2 separate regions of the Mus musculus genome follow, and region 2 is linked to region 1. A link is a contact called in public HiChIP or PLAC-seq data. All regions are on one chromosome and are shown on one strand. The core of a region is the stretch at or near the end of the contact, and the rest is flanking DNA. Distances in the headings are between cores, read along the strand shown. Region 1 holds the start of Slc7a5 (solute carrier family 7 (cationic amino acid transporter, y+ system), member 5). Region 2 holds the start of Rhou (ras homolog family member U).

The links. HiChIP or PLAC-seq counts read pairs in DNA pulled down with a chosen protein or histone mark.
Region 2: a contact with region 1 is called in an H3K27ac HiChIP or PLAC-seq map of large pre-B cells, with 5 times the contacts expected there. The contact joins the promoter of Rhou here to the promoter of Slc7a5 in region 1. A contact is called at or near these places in 1 of 39 promoter capture datasets (liver) and 1 of 115 datasets of contacts at active chromatin or transcription factors (large pre-B cells).

What each region holds. Positions count from the first base shown.
Region 1 is chr8:121,905,854-121,910,188 of GRCm38.p6, forward strand. Slc7a5 (solute carrier family 7 (cationic amino acid transporter, y+ system), member 5) reads right to left here and starts at 1,833. Exons shown (of 10, transcript NM_011404.3): 1 at 1,213-1,833. The coding sequence starts at 1,753. It overlaps BC048644 (cDNA sequence BC048644), which reads left to right and starts at 1,980. Exons shown (of 2, transcript NR_167716.1): 1 at 1,980-2,160.
Region 2 is chr8:123,651,494-123,655,828 of GRCm38.p6, forward strand. Rhou (ras homolog family member U) reads left to right here and starts at 2,436. Exons shown (of 3, transcript NM_133955.4): 1 at 2,436-2,723; 2 at 3,999-4,057. The coding sequence starts at 2,453. It overlaps Gm35874 (a long non-coding RNA gene), which reads right to left and starts at 1,243. Exons shown (of 3, transcript XR_388157.3): 1 at 984-1,243; 2 at 652-755; 3 at 1-77. It overlaps Gm35930 (a long non-coding RNA gene), which reads left to right. Exons shown (of 2, transcript XR_388158.1): 2 at 28-342.

The DNA.
Region 1 (4,335 bases), core at 583-3,082:
CCCGTTTGAGGCCAGGCTCTCCCTGGACTGCCCAGTGCTTTTGAAGACCAACTCTAGCTATGACGGTTTACACATGAACCAAGCACACAGAAGACCTTACTGGTCATCATCCAACTGGCACTACAGAGCAGAGTGGGTGGTCTCAGAATTGAAGGGCACACCCGGCTGGGTCTGATAACAGGAGACAGTCTCAGGGCCAAAGCCAAAACAGGCACTGGCATCGAGCAGTGGCCCCAGTGCTAACAGCAGCCCCGGACTTCCATGGCTCACAACCAAGTCTAGCCCACCTCCCCATCACCCTCTCTGTGTGCACTATCAACACAGCTCTCAAAACAAACAGATACATCGGTCTTAGCTGCCTGAACTCATCTGTAATTTTGAAAGTAGCATGATTTATTTCCAGGTTGCTCTCCACCACCAAATCATGTGGCATTTGCTTCAAACGATCATTTTCCCCCAGTCCTGAAAAATCACACAACTGTTTTTGAAAGCAGAAATCAATCCGTCTTGACCTATGCGTCCCATAAAGGCTACACTCAACAGCTGTTACCTGGCACATCTTGGGACCCCTCAAGCCCACCCACACAGACTGTCGTCTGTCTGCAGCCGAGTTTCTTTTAGTCCTTTACTGACAGGCAGGCTTTACACGATTCCGCTACTCATCTTAAACGAGCAAGCAGCCATCACTACCACACACAAATTTATTACTACTGTTTTCTTATGAGTCAGCCAGTTCACTGATTCCTGATAGGCCGGTTTTAAGAACATAAGTGATTTTTTTTTTTAAACTGCAATTTCCCTCTTAGCAACCAGTCAGCAACTGAAGCTGAAACAGGAAACTGGCATATCTGCCACTCCACGTGGTGCTTTGCTGAAGGCAGGGAGTGTATTGCTCTCACCCGGGACAGAGTAGATCTCTCGTACTTAGAATTCAGGTCGGGAAGCGGGATGCCTGCCGCGGGGTCAGAGCCGCGACCCACTGAGGTCTCGCGAGGGCTGTCCCGAAAGCATAGACACTATGAATGGATTAAAGAAACGCACGTGGGTTCTGGGGCCTGTGACTTTAGCCTGGAACTGCCGAGATGGTTCAGGGATGGACAGATGGAGGGATACTGGGATGGGTGTTGCCGAGCTGTAAACGCAGGAACCTTGGCTCGCGCCCACCCGGCCCCGCCCCAGCCCGGCCCCACCCCAGCCCGGACCCCTACTTACGCACGCAGAGGCAGGCCACGAGCTTGGCAGCTTCCTCGGGCACCGGACAAGTGGGGAAGACCGGCTTGAGCAAGTAGGTGGCGAAGACCAGCGCCACGATGTACTGCGAGGAGGGCCGAATGATGAGCAGCTCGATCCAGAGCTTGAGGAAGGCGGGCAACGAGCCGTAGACCTCCAGCATGTAGGCGTAGTCGCCGCCTGACTTGGAGATGGTGGTGCCCAGCTCCGCGTAGCAGAGTGCGCCCACGATGGAGAAGACGCCGCACACAGCCCACACCACGAGCGACAGTCCGGGCGACCCCGCTTCCTTGAGCACGCCGGTGGGCGTCACGAAGATGCCAGAGCCGATGATGGTGCCCACGATGATGGCCACACCGTTGAGCAGCGTGATATTGCGCTGCAGGGTCACGCCTTCGCCCTCGGGGTCCGCGCCGTCCCCGCGCCGCGCCTCCAACATCTTCTCCCGCGCCTGCCGCTCCTCCTCCGCCGCCGCCGCCGCCGGGGTCGCAACCGCGCGCCTCTTGGCGCCCGCGACCGCCATGCTCTCGGCGTTCCCGGCTCGGCCTGGATACCCGGCGTGCGCGCGGCCGAGCCGCTCTCCGCGTACTGAGAAGTGCGTCTGCGTCCGCCCCGCCCGCGCGGCCTTTTATCTCTACCGTTACCCGCCCTCCAGGCTCCGCCCATCGCCGCTGCTGTTGGTTCAGCTCGCAAAGGCCCCCGCCCCCTCAGCCCGCGCGACCCCGCCTCCTTCGCGGGCCCCCGCCCCCAAGTCTGTTAGAGCACGTGGAGCGTTAAGATCCTGAAACTGAGGACTACTGATGTGTTTAACGCGGCGTGACTACTGATGGGTTTATCGCGGCGTGTTTCACAAGATCCGAATGTTGTACGCGGGTGGAGAGTCGACTCACACCTCCTCACAAGTCCTGTGCAGGATGTCAGGGCCGATTGGTAAGGGCGTGCTTCTTCTCCCGCCCCAGGCGGCGCAGAGGACTTGTCAAGGGAGAAAGCACCGGAAGGGGGGTGGCTCAGTGTATAGTCCCAACACCTGCCCGGAATCCTGGCCCTGCCTCGCGGGTGTTTATCTCCGCTTCCTCCAGTGTGCATATCCTGTGCGTCTGGGAGATGAAGGATAAATATCTTATCTAGGATAAGTGGGGGTGGGTTGTGGGGTGAGGCACCCCTATAGTCCAACTTGGTCCAGAGGAAACGAGTCTGAGGGCGAAATGATCCGTCAGCTCTGGAGGAAACGGAAGAATAGACCAGAATGGTAGCCAGCTTACTCCTGGACTTAGATATCCATCTGGTCCCAAGGAGGGTCTTGACAAAAGCTCGATTAGTGGTACACCCAATCTGGAGAAGCAAGTTTTAGAAGGGAACCAACCCAATCTACTGTAGGGTGAAAGGGCTTTAGGTTGTCATTCTTAGGAAATCTTAGGTAAGAGGGTTTTTGAGATAATGTGGTCACACATCTGGAAGGTTCAGCATCCCAGGCCTGGTGCCATCATCGTGGGCACCATTATCAGCTCTGGCATCTTCGTGACGCCCACCGGTGAGCTCAAGGAAGTGGGTTCAAGCCCTCGTGGTATGGGCTGTGTAATTTGAGCTGATGGTACGCTTGGAAAATTTCATTGGTCAAGATAAGTCCAGGAGCCCCAAGACCCCCTCCTTTTCACCAGCTGTTCCATTTTCTGTCCAAAGGAGTCCCCAGGAAAACTCACAGACAAGCAGAAGGGAAGGTGGGGGGGGGGGCTTAATTTAAGAACCTTCAGACTTGTAAGGATACAGAGCCCTGTATGCTCTGCTAAACTGTCCAGTCTGCCAAGCCTTCCCCACTGCTGAGGCATGACCAATGAAGAAATTCAAACTTCTCCCCATCTTTGGATCTACTGCTGCAGCCAAGAATGCCAGAGCTGCCCCTTGGAAGCCCATGTCGGGGAGGTGTTCAGCCAAAGACTCCAAGGGTCACTGGAGCTACCTCCCCCAACCCCCAGTATGTCAGCCATTCACAAGCAATGACAAGCTGGTATCTCTGTAGCCTGAGCAGTGGGAAGCCATGGAGCTAAAAGGTCACACCAACATTAACCATGCCACAGTACAGACTGCCTAAACTGATGGCTTTGGGAAGATTGAGAAACTTGCTTCTCATTCTTGACATAGTCCTTTCAGAGGGCTAAAAGCATACCACCAACCCACTGAGACATCGCTAAGATTCCAAGGTACATCGTCTAACTTAATAGGACACGTGGCAACTCTTAGAAACACTTCATAGTAAACGAGGAAGCCAGTTCTGCAGTTGTGTAACTTGCCTGCCCAGTATGCGCAGCCTCACGGCCTCCTACCTCCAGGCAAGCAGCCTGCTTACCTCTCACCTGTGGGTGGCTAACTAACCCTTGCTTCTTTTGGAATCTGTCCTTGTTCCCAGTGGAATCTGGGTTCTGCATCGCAGCCGTGGGAAAGCTTTGATTTGAACCAGAGATAGCAATAGTCCAAGGAGGTATAAAATCACAACCATAGTTAAGTCAAAGCCACTACCAGAGGCCAAGGACGGTGGTCGTGGAGGAACACAGCAGGTTCAAATGGCTCTTCTGGGTCTGGAGTTCAGAGAGAGAATGAACAAGAGATCAAGAGGGGGACCTGAGCCCTGGGCAGAAGCTGCTCTGGTGACAATACCCAGTGAATGTCCCCGAGACCCCTGGCTCGTGATTCTGCTGCTGCTTATCACAGCGTTAGATAAGACCTTAAACTTTTTCCTGCAAAGCAACCGTTGGTGTGTATTATCTCTGTTTGGTGCCCCCCCCCCCCCCAACACCTCTTCAAACAGCTAAGACTGAAATGTTTTCCAGGGGCGCCATCTACTGGTGGATGGAGGAGCAGTTTCATCTTAAATTTCCTGACTTGGGGCTCCCGGTGTGTGTTCCTAGTGGTTAGCTCTTCAACTGGTCAGTAATTTATTTAAAATGGTGTTGGACTGATTGGATGTTGGGGAGCCTGTCTTCCTATCTCCATCTTGAAACGAGAATGCGTACCTTGTACAGTCCTTCATAGAAGAAAGGGGCGGGGCGGGTCATCGGAGCCCCCCTTCGGCCCTCTGGCCGGTACTTCCCAGGTGTGCTCTCCCACCCT
Region 2 (4,335 bases), core at 1,186-3,685, 1.7 Mb after region 1:
TCGGACTCTCAGTTTCATTCATCCCAGGCTCAGCAGCTCTTTGCTCCTGGATCCTCCAGTGCTGAGGGAAGATAAAGCTGCCAAGATTTGTACAGAGGGTGGCAGTTTCAGCCTTGGGCACTGCTCCCACACCTCTGTAGCTGTGTCTGCAGTCCTGAAGGAGACATGAAGTGTGTACTACACACCAGCAGGAGAGGCTCCAGTTCATGCCAGCAGCATAGGCTCTTGGCTTCCGTTGACCACCCCCGCCCCCACCACCACCACCATGCAAAGTGCTCCCATGCCTCCTCCCTAATCTCCCTTCCTTTGGCTCTATGTCCCATTAAACACAAACAAAATGTCTCTCTAGCCTTATTTTTCTTGGCTTGCTTCCCAAAATATTCACAGCTACTTCAAGGCCACTCTCCATATGTTGGGAAGTTATAGATAAAATGGATAATGGCCCCAATCCACAATGATTAAAGTAGAAACAGTTTGCAACATCTACAGAAACAAAGTATCATGTGCCCACTTTGTCAGGTCTTAGCAGTAACACTAAGCAAAGGCTTGCGCCAGACATATATAGAAACCAATACTGTAGCAATGGTTTTGCAAAAAGTTATTGTAGTGTCAACCATCAAGGAGACAGAAGGCACACACAAATCTACCTACTTGATCAGACAGAGCACAGGAATTCAGGTGGCCCAAGGGCAAAAGAGAGCCGAACGGTCCTAACTTGGGAGTTGCCAGTCTTTTTGCTGCTCTGCTCTGTTTCACTGCAGGAGAGAGTGTACCAGGTTTTTAGTCCATTTCCAAGACAGCCCGTTCCTGTTCTTCAGATCCTGTGTGGGAGACTTTTGATTTCCCAGGTGCTCAAGGTCATTTTTGGTCAGGTCCTAGGGTTTCATCCCGAAAACAGCTTGCATTGCAGCTTTAAAGGCTGACAGCACTAAGGCCCTGAATGACGGGTGAGTCTGCCACCCATTCGGGATTGAAGAAATTACCTCTTGACAGGCCCACTTCTGTATCTCTGCGGCCACATCATCTTTGCAAGTCTCACTTGCCACACTGCATGGTTGCATATAGGATCCCAGGTAGGACGCTGTCATTTCCTTTATGGAACTCAAACCTGTCACTTAGCATCTCTGTACTTCAGGTTGTCCTGGCTGTAAAATGGGTATAAGTAATGCTAATATTAAAGGAATTCGTTTTGACAGAATGGTTACAACAACATCTGGGACATAACAAAGGCTCAGTATTTAACTAGCTCTTGTCTTTTTTTTTTTAAGATTTATTTATTTTATTTATATGAATACACTGGCTGTCTTAAGACACACCACAAGAGGGCACCAGATCCCATTACAGATGGTCGTGAGTCACCATGTGGTTGCTGGGAATTGAACTCAGGACCTCTGGAAGAGCAGCCGGTGCTCTTAACCACTCTCCCTTTCTCTCGGCCCCTAGCTCTTGTCTTTACCACCAGCAAAATAATATTAATATTAACAGCACACAGCTCTTCTTACACCAGAAGCAAATCAGAAGCATTAGTGACCAGGCAGAGAAAGGGCAGCACAAAATGAACAGACAATTAGCTTTTCAGATAATACTACGGCAGCCAAAATTGCACTTAACTAAAGACTGTAAGGAAATTTGCTGGACCATGAATACACACAAGGTCACAGCATGCCAAAGAGAGGGAGCGCTAACAAAGGGTGGTATCCTGCATCCAAATGAGAATCAATGATTTTTAACAGAAAAATCATACATTTGTCTGCAATCAAACTTAAGTCCTACTCATCAGGACTGGCTATCAAGACAATAATCTCTCCTGAGGGACTGCAAAAGCAGGCAGGCCCCACAGCACTCTCCCCCTCCAAACCAAGACACTTGTGTGGAGGAGCAAGGGCAGCTGGAGGAACAGGAAGAGTGGAAGAAGCAGGGTGATCATGGTGAGAGGGAGACCGCGGAAAGGAGGTTGTGGAGTAGAAAGAGAATAGGGGGCGACCTAAGGAGGGAGAAGGAGGAGAGGGAAGAGAAAGAGCCGGGAGGGAAGGGGGAACAGAAGGATGGGGAGGAGGGGGCAGGGCAGGAGGAACTGGAGAGCAAGAGGAGGAAAGGAAGCTTGGGAAGGAGCCGGGAAAGGGGGGTGGGGGGATGAGAAGCCCACAGCAGGGGCCAGGGGTAGCTCGGGGTCCGCGTGGGTTGGCGTGGTGGAGCCAGCTAGTCCAGCCGCACCGTTTCGAGGCGCCGGCGTAGTTCACCAGCGCGGCGCGCAGACGGGGGCGCTGTGGTCTCGGATAGAAGAAGGAGCCGCCGGACCCGCCTCTTTCCCCGCCCGCCGGTGTCGCAGGGAAGCCTGGCGGAGCAGGCTCGGCCACATCGCGGCCGCGCGGGCACAGACGCCCAGCCGAGTGCGGACCGTGCGCCGCCTTTGTCCGCCGGTGGCAGCTGGTCTCGCGGCCGCCGCCCCGCGATGGCCCCGCAGCAAGGCCGGCCGGCGCTGCCCGCCCGCTGCGAGCCGCCGGCGGCGCCGCCGGTACCGCCTCGCCGAGAGCGCGGGGGGCGCGGGGCGCGCGGGCCCGGGGTGTCCGGGGGTCGGGGGCGCGCGGGCGGCGCCGAGGGACGCGGCGTCAAGTGCGTGCTGGTCGGCGACGGCGCGGTGGGCAAGACCAGCCTGGTGGTCAGCTACACCACTAACGGCTACCCCACCGAGTACATCCCTACGGCCTTCGACAACTTCTCGGGTGAGCGCCGGGCGGGGCGCGGCCTCGGGCTGGGAGGCGCGGGGCGGCGCGGGTCTCGGGGCAGCGGCTCGGCGAGGTGGCAGCGGGGTGTCCGACCGGTCTGGCTCCGGGATTCCGGAGCGAGCTGCAGCTCAGGTGGCCTTCCCACCTGCGCCCTCCGGGGCGGCTCACTTCCAGCGGATCTTCGCCTGGAGCAACCCGGATTGCTCCCGTGTGTGAGCCGGCCAGGCGCACCAAGGAGGGCTGGGGCTTGCGAGAACGTTCCTTTCTTCTGAGCCCAGCGCCTGCCTGGCCTGCGCCCCGCCTGCGCTGTCTCGGTTTCTGACGGTTGGCCCAGTCCCTCCAGCTTGGCGTTTAGTTACAGCAAGTTCTCAAGGGTGGGTGGGTTCGTGGATCACACAAAGATAACAAAAGTAAAGCAATCATTTCTCTTGATTTTTTAAAAAGTCTTTCAGGAATTTAAGAAAAAGTTACAAAAAAAAAATCACATTAAGCTAGTGTGAAAAATCTTCCTCCTAAAAAATTTACCTCCGACTTCCAGTCTCCGTGGCCAGTCTCTAATTTCAGAGACCCTATGGATAAAACAGAAGTGCATGGTGCCCCCTCCACCGCTCACTAGCATAAACATTTATAAACAACCAGAAATGCTATCAGAAGGAGACAAATTGCCTAATATAAGCTGAAACCTCCGAGTCTTTACTGGATGGGGGGTCCTTGCTCTCACCCTATCTCTGGACCCTGGGGGAAAATCTGTGTGGCTTCTCTCTGCCAGCTTTTCTTAATCCTCTTTTTGAACTGACAGAGAGAAGTGCCCATTTCCACACACGCACGGGTGATAGGCCGCCTGTGTTTGCACAAGTTCTCAAAACTGCTGGAGTTTTATGATAAACCCTGAAGCAGGGAGATTTTTTTTTCCCAAGAGAAAACAGGATTATCTATGAGGTTGTCCACTGATTTAAAAGTGCAGAGTTGGTTTCCCACCTTGTGTTGTTTCTAGGCTCTTTGAAACAAGGGTGACAGGAAAATTAATCTTCCAGGCTTGAAAGGAAAACAAGCCTTCCGGGGCACCTTCTGGAGGTCAGGGCTTTGCTGCTTCATGCTCTGTGGTGGAGGGAGCCCCCCACCTTGGAACATTTGTACACTTCCATGGGTTTCTGGGCGTAGCCAAGTCCTTAGTTCACTAAGAGAACCCAGAGCAGGAACTGCCAATCTGCTGAGAGGGTAAAAGATGTCCTGATAATCATCTTGCTCTTTTTTTTTTTTCTTTCTCCCAAGCCGTGGTGTCTGTAGATGGGCGGCCTGTGAGACTCCAGCTCTGTGACACTGCAGGACAGGTCGGTATCAAGTTACACAGCTCAGGCACTGGGAAAGGAAACAGCCTTTTAAAGGTTTCCAAACAACCTTTGCAGTTTCCAAATGATTCCCTTAGTAACTGGGTCATTGTGAAACTCGCCGAAGCAGGCCCACCCCTGCTTCATCTCCTTTGAGGGCAGTGGGAGGAGGCCAAGAAGGACACCTCGGGGCCAGTGAAACAGGGTCGGCCTGTTCTGGGAAGGAGCTGGGGAGGCAGCCATCGCTGCGGGAACTGCCCCTTATCTTCATAGGACTTTCG